2 separate regions of the Hordeum vulgare genome follow, and region 2 is linked to region 1. The links are chromatin contacts, called in public Hi-C maps. All regions are on one chromosome and are shown on one strand. Each heading gives the region's core, a stretch centred on a gene start, on an enhancer-like site or on the middle of the called end of the contact. The rest is flanking DNA. Distances are from core to core; before and after follow the strand shown.

The links. A called contact is a pair of places that touch in the nucleus more often than the background predicts.
Region 2: a contact with region 1 is called in a Hi-C map of leaf, with 3 times the contacts expected there. The contact joins the promoter of LOC123435395 here to the promoter of LOC123410777 in region 1. A contact is called at or near these places in 3 of 6 Hi-C or Micro-C datasets (leaf and seedling).

The regions. Positions count from the first base shown.
Region 1 is chr1H:346,261,720-346,266,680 of MorexV3_pseudomolecules_assembly, reverse strand. LOC123410777 reads right to left here and starts at 1,754. Exons shown (of 1, transcript XM_045103719.1): 1 at 1-1,754. The coding sequence starts at 1,710. The coding sequence ends at 706.
Region 2 is chr1H:346,945,575-346,950,265 of MorexV3_pseudomolecules_assembly, reverse strand. It overlaps LOC123435395 (C-terminal binding protein AN-like), which reads right to left and starts at 1,488. Exons shown (of 7, transcript XM_045115568.1): 1 at 652-1,488. The coding sequence starts at 1,260.

The DNA of each region.
Region 1 (4,961 bases), core at 505-3,004:
TAAGTCTTGACACCATAAGGATCCTGCAAATAACTTTCTCCGAAGGACATGTTTTCTGTTGCTCATTTTGCGGACACCACAAGGTTTTTCTCCTGAGGTATAAATAACCCGAACCAAGATCATGAGATTCAAATACCACTGAACCAAGATTGTTAACAGTAGAATAGGAGTTCTCATAGCGCTCACTTTTTTGCTATTCTGAAATTCCATTAAACTGAGAGCCACAACAGGATTCTCTCGTGTGATTTGTATCAGGAGAACCAGGAGTACTAGTCTGAAATTCTACTTGCAGTAGCTTTGACCATAACTGTGCTGCTTGGCAACTCCTCAGGTGCGCGCCTTCATTAAAGCAATCAAATGACGGCCATGGGCATTGTCTAGACATACAAGAAATCAGATAACCTGTATGTGTAGCAAATGTTCCATGCCAAGAGATTCCGTCCATCCCTGGCATACTCACACATGCAAAGACATCCACTGCCCAGAGCTGAATCACGTTATGCAAATGACTCTCAATGCCATGTACATCTGCAATATGTGTTGCAATATCTAGGGAATAATGATTTTGCTTGAACTGCGTTAATTGAAGATCTTTTTGGCTTGACAGTTTTGCACTCAAAGTACCCGGGTTCTTCATGTTATGAGATAGATGCACAACCCCAGTAGCATGCTGACTAGGAGTTAACCATGCTCGCAATTCGTTCATCATACGGAGTTGAGTTGGTGATCCGGTGGCCACCACACATATCCAAAGTCATCATAGACGCAGCCTCTAGCCGTGTCGTGGAACAAGGGAGCGTTGTTCACAACAATCTGTACCGGGACAAGGGGCGGCCATTGTTGTCGATGCTCATACTGCAAACAACGCCAAAGTTTCCCAGTAGGACATGACACGAACCAGGAGCTTCCCGTTGCAGCTTCTAAATATGTTGACTCTGAATGATACGCAAACGAGGACCGCAATGTTGGGTGTAGCAGCTGACCTTGTTGCTCGATTCCCATATCACGTTTCATGGGCATCTGCGGTGAATGGATGATGTCGATGGATAGCGCTGCCTGCAACGATATGAACTGTGTGACCTTTGTGTAGTTCATGATGACCGCGTGCTCGGGGTGGACGATGGTGGTGGCGTCTTGGGCCTCGTCGACGTTGATGAGGGAGTCGACCTGGGTCGAGCCAGTCGTCGAACAGGTCTTGGGCGTCGGGTCGATGGAGTCCAGGGATGCATCATGGTGGGCCGTCATGACCTCCTGTGCCTTCGTGGTGGAGGAGAAGGCGTCGGGGATGACCGCGGGGACTCTTGCATCGTTGGTGAGGCCGCCATAGGCTGCCGTGCCCATGGGACGCACCGGCTGTGGAGTCGAGATGCCAGCAAGGACTTGGTTCGAGCCATATGTCGAACAGATGACAGGCGCCCTTGTGATGCACGCAGGGGACGCATCGGGGATGAGCTCGAGGACCTCCTGGGCTTTGCTGGTGTAAGAGGGGGCGGAGAAGACGTCGGGGACAACCACGGGGACAAGGGTGTCGTGGGTGAGGCCGCCATCGGAGGCCACGACCGCGGAGCGCGCCGGCTGCGGGGTCGAAGCTCCCGTGATGTGCCTGGAGAGCAGTGCGTCGTACTGCGCGAACAGTCTGTCCGTGGCGTCGTAGCGCGCCTGAGCCTTCGCCTGAAACTCGTCCAGGTAAGCTTTCAGCTCAGGATGCATGGTGGTGAAGGAATGGCGCGAGGGGAAAAAAACTGGATGGAATTTTTTTTGACGAATTTGGAAGGATGGTGAGAAGGCTCTGATACCACGATGTTAGGTTCCACTCGAGAATCACTCCACTACAGAGAAATCGAGCTCAAATACAAGGATTTGGGGAGGAAGCACAGGAGGTAGGAGAAGATAGGGAAAGGAGAGAGAGTCGCCGTTGCCTTTGCCTGATCCAAGCCCGGATGGCTGTTCACAGCGCTTGGTCTGCATACTTGTAGTCTGTCCTTCGATTGGCACACACCCAGGCCCGGCCCATGAGCTGATAGGCTTGCTGCGTGGACTGCCGCTACCGGAAATTGGGTCGCTGACACATATGGACTTCAGTATTGTAAGATTAAAAATACAGATAATCGAGCAACCACTCGAGGGCATTGGAAAGAGCTAGATGTTTCTTATCGGGATTCAAACCACAGACATTTCAGCATAGGATGTTCCAACTTTGCGACATAGTCATAATAGAAAGAAAGAAGTGTGCAAGTTTTAACGCAAAATGAAGGATGCACTGTCACTCAAAGGCGTTGAGGTCGTATTAAATCTAGGAGGTGGAGGGGCCTGCATCCTTCGGTGCCATCATTGCCTCCATGGATAGCTCCTCAGTCGGGACTACACACAGTTGAGTGTCGATTGCCTGCATGACTGGTATGGGCGTTTGCGGGGTGTAGTTGCCGCTTCAGAATTGTTTGATGAGGAGCCTGGAGCAACTAGAATCACACACTACTAGGGAAAAGCCTACCAGTAGCGCTTGATAATCCTATAGTAGTAGCGTTGGACCGAACGCTACTGCTATCGTGCTACAGCTAATAACTAGTAGTAGCGCTGTTATGGGCAGCGCTACTAGTAAGTATAGTTAGCGGTAGCGCTTCCCTGTCCAGCGCTACTGCTAACTATAGTACTAGCGCATGCTCACAGAAAGCGCTGCTACTAAGGCACGCTACTGGTAAGTATTAACCAGCGCTACTGCTAACTTTTACAGTTTTCGCAGATTTGCACCCTCTATGTATTTGTGATTTATTTATACAGATTCTATACAATAGTTTCATCACATCATATTAAACATATATCCTTCTCACATATCATAGACATACAATAGTCTTGTCATAATACCATGCATCATCATCATCATTATCATTCAACAGAAAATATCATCACATAGTCTCGAAAATAGCGATACATAAGTGCGATCATGTCATGTCTCGAGTAAGCGCAACTACATGGTCATGGCACACCCACAAGTTTCATCATCTCTATCTACAACATGATGTAGAACAGAAGAGCGATCAGCATGAATACGAGCGCGACTATGTAGTACCGACGGTGCCGCCCCTGCTCATGCTGGAGGGTCGACCACCTCAAGTAACTAATTTCCGCTTTGGCTCTGGTGTCGAACCCTCTATGGCTAGCACCCGGGTACCTGTGCACCTGGGCCTGAGCGGCTGGCCAGTGGTCGTAGACTCCTGGAACCCTCCCAACGTACACGACGTATTAGCCCTTCGCCATCTATGATCTAGCTAGTACCTGCAACGTGAGTTGTTGATTTGAATGATAATATGCAACATAATGTACTTAAGAAAACAAAACGAGACATGATTACCAAAATAAACGCAACCAATAGTAAAGATAAATGACGAAGTTCCTCATACCCAAACTAATTAACTAGAACGATCTACGCTAGTTCAGGACCACAGTTTAGTTACATCACATAGTTTCGACGTGCATAATTTCAAAGTTTTGCCATAGAAAGACAGTACTGATAAGGCGCGCTAGTTCAGGACCACGGTTTAGTTACAACGCATTGTCATTGAAAATCAGTCGTCTAGGTCGGCGTTCCAATCTTTATAGTCAGGGAGGATGAAACCGAGCTTCGTGAAAGGCTTCATGTCTAGACGTTGAGCGCTTAGCAGTGCTCGGACCTCAACCCACGTGATTGGCCCATGGTAGAACATCCCCCGTTGGTTCGAGGACTTGCTTCATGATCACTTGGGCTAGTTCACGCTGTACGTTATAAAACTCAGCTCGGATTCAATGATCCGGTGTCTTTCCATTGCTTGTGGCCCAGCTGACAATCTCGGCATCTTCGGCAGTAGCTGACATGCGAAGGCGTTGATGATCCCTTTTGTACTCCAGCAGGTGATGCATGAGGTAGAATCCATCAGCCTGACTCTCGTTCGGTTGCTGGATGCAGCAGAAGTCGGTCTTATGGCTGAAAGCCGGTGCTTTATTCCTGGACCTTTTCACCTTGATATATCCACCAATCATGCTGAAGGTCCACAGGGCAGAGTCGAGAACATTCTTGACGTGCGTGTAATCCTTTTTCTTCAGGTTCTTCGACGAGTCCAAGTACACCGCATGGGAGTATTCCGGGTACAGAACCATGAGGACGGCGTCGTCCCCGCTGCACAAATTAAGTACACCTCAGATGTGCCACCATGCTTGCAAAGGAATGATTAACATGTCGAAAGGATATGCGTGGATGACTTACGAGGGATGATAAGGCAGGAGAATCGCTTCCTTGTCATTATTAGTGATCATGAATTCGCCGAGGTACTTACTCGCATACTCACGGTGCTCTTTGCAAACTCCCAAGAAGTCCTCGTGCATATAGTATGGGTCCGCGATGCAGATATAGTTGATGCTCTCCCTCCTGATGATGTAGTCGAGATACAGACAATACATGCGGATGAACTGGAAATCCATCTTGGTCATGTGGAACATGTTGTAGATGTAGTCAAATCGCAGGATGAACGTATTCGCGGGCCAGGTATCGACGTACATCTTCCCACCCGGCACATGAGTCGCGTAAAGCGGGTATCCTGGATGTTTCAGGGCGAGAAGCTTTTTCTCTCTGGCTAACACATCTTCAAGGAGTCTCTTTAGATCATTGTTCAGTATGTGATCTAGCGCTTTGGTAGGTAGGATCGGCTCGCCGACGATGTGGACACGCGGCTTACCTTCTTCAGGTATTCTGTCTACCACCAGGGGTTTCAGAGGCGGCTAGCTGCTTGAAGCACCTATGGCGCCTTTAGGTCTCTTGGTCGGTCTCTTCCTTTGCTTCTTGGGGGTGGCGGTAGTGAGCCCACCATACCTTCCCTAACCACCACCCCAAGTGTCCTCGGGATAAACATTGGACGGGACTCGGGGCGTTGCTGGGTAGAGGCGACATCTGGAGGCGTCTCCTGCGAGGATGGCTTGAAGAGTGACTTTTT
Region 2 (4,691 bases), core at 239-2,738, 680 kb before region 1:
TTGTTGTGAAAAACGATAAATTGAGTTTTTAGCTCTCAAGACAAGAAGATCAGATCACTCCTAAAAGGGCATACGGAATATCACGAAAATTCAGACTGTCTGTGTCTGATCATCTTTACTGATTCTTATATTGAGGAATTACTAAAAGTTCAACAAATACAGAAATGCAATGATTTAACTTTAGCATACAAAAATAGGACGATTATCTTACAAGATACACTCATAGGTCATAACGAGCAGGATGGTATAAGATACTAAATGCCAAAAATTTGATTACACATATACTCCCTCCGTTCCTAAATATAAGTATTTTTAGATATTTTACTAGGAGACTACATACGGAGCAAAATGAGTGAATGTTCACTTTAAAGTATGTCTATATACATCTGTATGTAGTCTTTTAGTGAAACCTCTAGAAAGACTTATATTTAGGAACGGAGGGAGTATTATGAAACAAATGCTGGAATTAGGGAACAATTAGTTACTATGAAGTCTTCAAAACCACCCAAACTAGCAACGAACAAAAACCATAGAACAATGCTAGAGCTACGAAATTACCAGCAGAAAAGTAAGCTAACAAAACAATTTAATTGTAAAAACCTAGCACGGCAGATCAGAGGTTTATAAGCCTAGAAATAGCGGATCCGGCACCTCGTAGAGCGGATCGAAGTAGAGCACGCTCATGCGGAAGGCGAGGCTGCGGGTGGCGAGGCATCGCGCGGCGGCGTTGACGCCGACGATGCCTAGCACGAGCCCACGGCAGCGCCGCATGCCGCGGCACAGCGGCTGGACGGAGCCGAGCCACCCGGCGGACGGCGTGGAGGAGGACGCGTGTCCGGACAGCAGGTGGGTGCGGCGGAGGAGGCCGAGGAAGAGCGCCATGACGGTGTCCGCGATCTCCTCGGCGCGGTTCGCGTCGACGTGGACGAGGCGGAGGCCGAGCTCCGCGGCCGCTGCGGAGTCGGCGGCGCGGTCGGGGGATCCGAGGCAGAGCAGCAGCTGCCACGGCCGGAGCCTGCGCTGCGCGGCGCGCGGGAGGAAGGCGAGCGAGGTGAGGAGCACGGCCGCGGCCGCCTCGACGTGGCCCGAGGCGAGAGCGGAGAGCGGCGCGTGCTCCACGGCCGCCGCGCCGGCCAGCGCGTCCCGCTCGACCGACGGGTCCTCGAGGCAGTTGAGCGTCACCACCAGCGGCTGCCCGCCGCCGCCGGCGGTGGCGGCGACGGCGGTCGCCGGCACGGAATGGGCCGGGCCGCGCAACATGTTTGGGCCGACTACGCTGCAGAGCCGCTCGCTTGTAGGATCAGAACGTGGAGCAGAGGACACTCCACTACAGTCTACAGCAGCGTGGCGCGGTCTCTGGGCGTTTTGGACTTTTTGGTGCCCCGAGTCGCGAACTCGCGATCTGCAAGGCTACGCACGAGTATGGAGTTTGCTCGTCAACGGTCTGTGCACTGCACGGGGATCGCTGCTATGAAAAAACTCAATACGCAAGTGACAGCATTGGCCACTCGGGCTGGATAATATGCTTCCACCCAAAAGAAAAGCAGATAATAATATTCGAGAGTCAACAAAATGCCCGGGACTTCTTTGCTTCAAAAGATTTTCATAGTTTTAGCCTAAAAAGAGGATTTCCTTCAGATTCTTGTATATTTGTTGTTCAATTTGTAGGACTAAGGGCATCTCCAACATCGATACGCATAAATCCAACCAAACTTTCTGAACGAACCTTGCGGACTCGTGCGCTTGTTCGAATTCTCACAAACCGTGAGACTTTTACCTACGGGTCGTGAAGCCACGAGCTCGGAATTCACACACATATCAAACCCAAAGATTCCTAAAGCCGTAGCCAGAAGTTGAACTGCACATATTCCAATGCAAGCGTAGATTTCATTTTCAAGACGCGAGAATTTAAACTCCAGATGCGCTCAAGAGCTATTGACAATACAAATACACTGGTCAGACCCGTCGATTGAGAAACCTGGTGGTGGGTCGCCCTCGGGGCCCAGGGGCCTGGCGACAACATGGCTCCAGGGGGCAATCTTGGGGGCCGACTCGGAGTAAGAACTTCATTTTAGCGTGCAAGCCAAAGATTCCTCATGAATGAGGTTGGCTAGTGGGTGTATTAAAGAAGGTTCCTTAGTATCTGAACTTATGCACACACGACGGCAGCCCTAAGACCTACAAGCCTTGCAAGAGGACTACTATGTTCAAGGCACCGGCAAGCTCCAAGCTGCTTGCCGGCAAGTGAAGGCATCAGCAAGCTCCAAGCTGCTTGCCGGCGACTGAAGACCCAACAAGCTCTGTGTCGGCAAGCACCCACTACCAAGTCACCGCTCCACCTCATCAAGCTGGTTGTCACTTGTAGATAAGGTATCGAGCGGGCATGCGGTTAGTAGAGCTTGTGGGGGTACGTGACAACTCCGGGGGATTAATCTAGCTTTACTGACATCCATACTAATGGCGTGGCGGAAGAATAAGAGGTAGTTGGGTGAGTGGCACAGGAGGAGAGGCTATCCTTGCCGGGAGACGCAGCCAGCGCGACACCTCACGGTGCACTTAATGTCTTGATGGTCTGTGATTGATGAAGGAAAGTCTGTGATTGATGAAGGCAACAGGCCTCTTGATGGTCAGTTTAAAGAGCCAGACGCATATTCTTCATGGGACGATACTGAGACTCGTCCACCCAGCCCTGTTCCTCCTCGCGTGCTAAACACCAGAGAGCTTCTCCCCAGTCTTCATCAGAAGGTGGATCACAACCACAAATGGGTCAAACGCCAGTTTGGTGTCATTGTGAAAACCCTCACTGAGACACAAAACTCTGTGAAACTTAATCATCACTATCTGCATGAGGTTTTCGATCGCACCTGGGCTACTCTTGCACATCTGAAGACCCAGACTGAGCTTGAAGAAATGAACTTTGAGCAAGACTTTGAGTGGTCGTGGCCTCCCAAGAAGAAGTTCAGGCCCATTCCAGTGCCAGATCTTGAAGACAACTCCTTCTCGTCATTCCGCACCGCCGAATCTGATGAGGAACAACTCGACACCGCAACAGGCCCAAGGAAGAAGACTACACCCAAGAAGCGTCAAGGATCTTCATCAACCGCCAAGAAATGAAGTCTTCATGGGCGTTAGTCCTCAGTTTGTCCCTTTTTGTCACTTGATGACAAAGGGGGAGAAACTTGAGAGTTAGTCTTCAAACGGGATTTATTTTTGGGGCCTATGAACTATAATTAAGTTACAAACTCTTGGCTCTTCTGATGTTTTTATGAAATGAGTTGTAACTTAAGCCCGATGGTACTCTGACGCTTTTGAACGTTTTTCTTCGCATGCTTATTCCTCAAGTTTTAATGCACGCATGCTGGAATTCGTCACATACCATTTGCCATCATGCATCTTCATTTTCTTCATATGATATGTTATATGTATGCATGATTTACAAGATTCAGGGGGAGATCTCCATGATATAAATCATCAATGTGCATCTGCTATAAGAGCAGAATCCTCAAGGTATGCACATCTTCAGGGGGAGTCTCTGTGAATCTTGTTTTCAAATTCCTCAAATGAGTATTTACACTTCATATTTTTTGATCCCTGTTGAAGACTTAACCTAATTGTCATCAACCACCAAAAAGGGGGAGATTGTAAGTGCATCTAGTGCCCCTTAGTGATTTTGGTGGTTTGAAGACTTATAGGTTAAGTATCTAATATGTTTGTGAGTATACACATGATCTATAAGTCATTGAGGAGTTTGAGATATTTGAAGAATATCGACCCCTAAAAATGTATATCTTCAGTTGAAGAAATTGTCTGAAGCTGAAGAAATGAATCACGAGGAATCTGCGATGAAATTGATATTCCTCATGAAGACATTGATATTGAGAAGATCGGTGGTTCCTGAAGAAAATCATTCTGAAGAAATTGAAGCGTGAAGATTTAAGTTTTCTGTTTTACTTTCTTCGCATTTGATGAATAGGAACACCGTACTGTTAAAGGGGGTCAAAGTAACGCTATGGAATGAATTTCCTCATGATGCTCAACCCAAGCCAAATCCTACCAAAAGCCTCAAGTGAGGAATATGAGTGACATGAGGACTCTCACAGTTGAGGGTCCCGACCGTTTCGATAGCCACGCCAAGTCACTGGTCTTATCCACTCCAACGGTCATATTATTTAAGGGCATTAATGTCAAATCATGTCGGGATGCTCCCAGGCTATAAATAGCCGCCCCCCACAACCACTAGCTGGTTGGCTGCTCCGTTAGAAACTGACACTTGTCATAAGAGCAACCCAAATTCCTCAGAGCCTACGAGAGTAAATCATCAGTGAGGAAATACACCACCCACCGAAACCACAAACCAAACCTAGTGATTGAGCATCACTGAAGAAGTTGTTCCTATGTGGAACTGAAGCCTTTTACCTTTGAGGACTGTGCATCCTCCAGACGGTTAGGCGTCATGGTCTAGAGCAATCCAACAGTCAATTGTGGATCGCCGGGTGACCGAGTTTGTGAGGGTTTGGAAGTCTGCCCTGAAGACTTACCACGAGTGTTGGGCGAGGGCTGTGTGTCCTTAGATCAAGGAGAATACGGTAGGGACTGTGTGTCCCGGGACTGGGTGTCCTTTGGTTTCAATACCAAGCTGCTCCAAACCAGATGTACAACTGTCACAACAGTTGGAACTGGGTCATCAACAA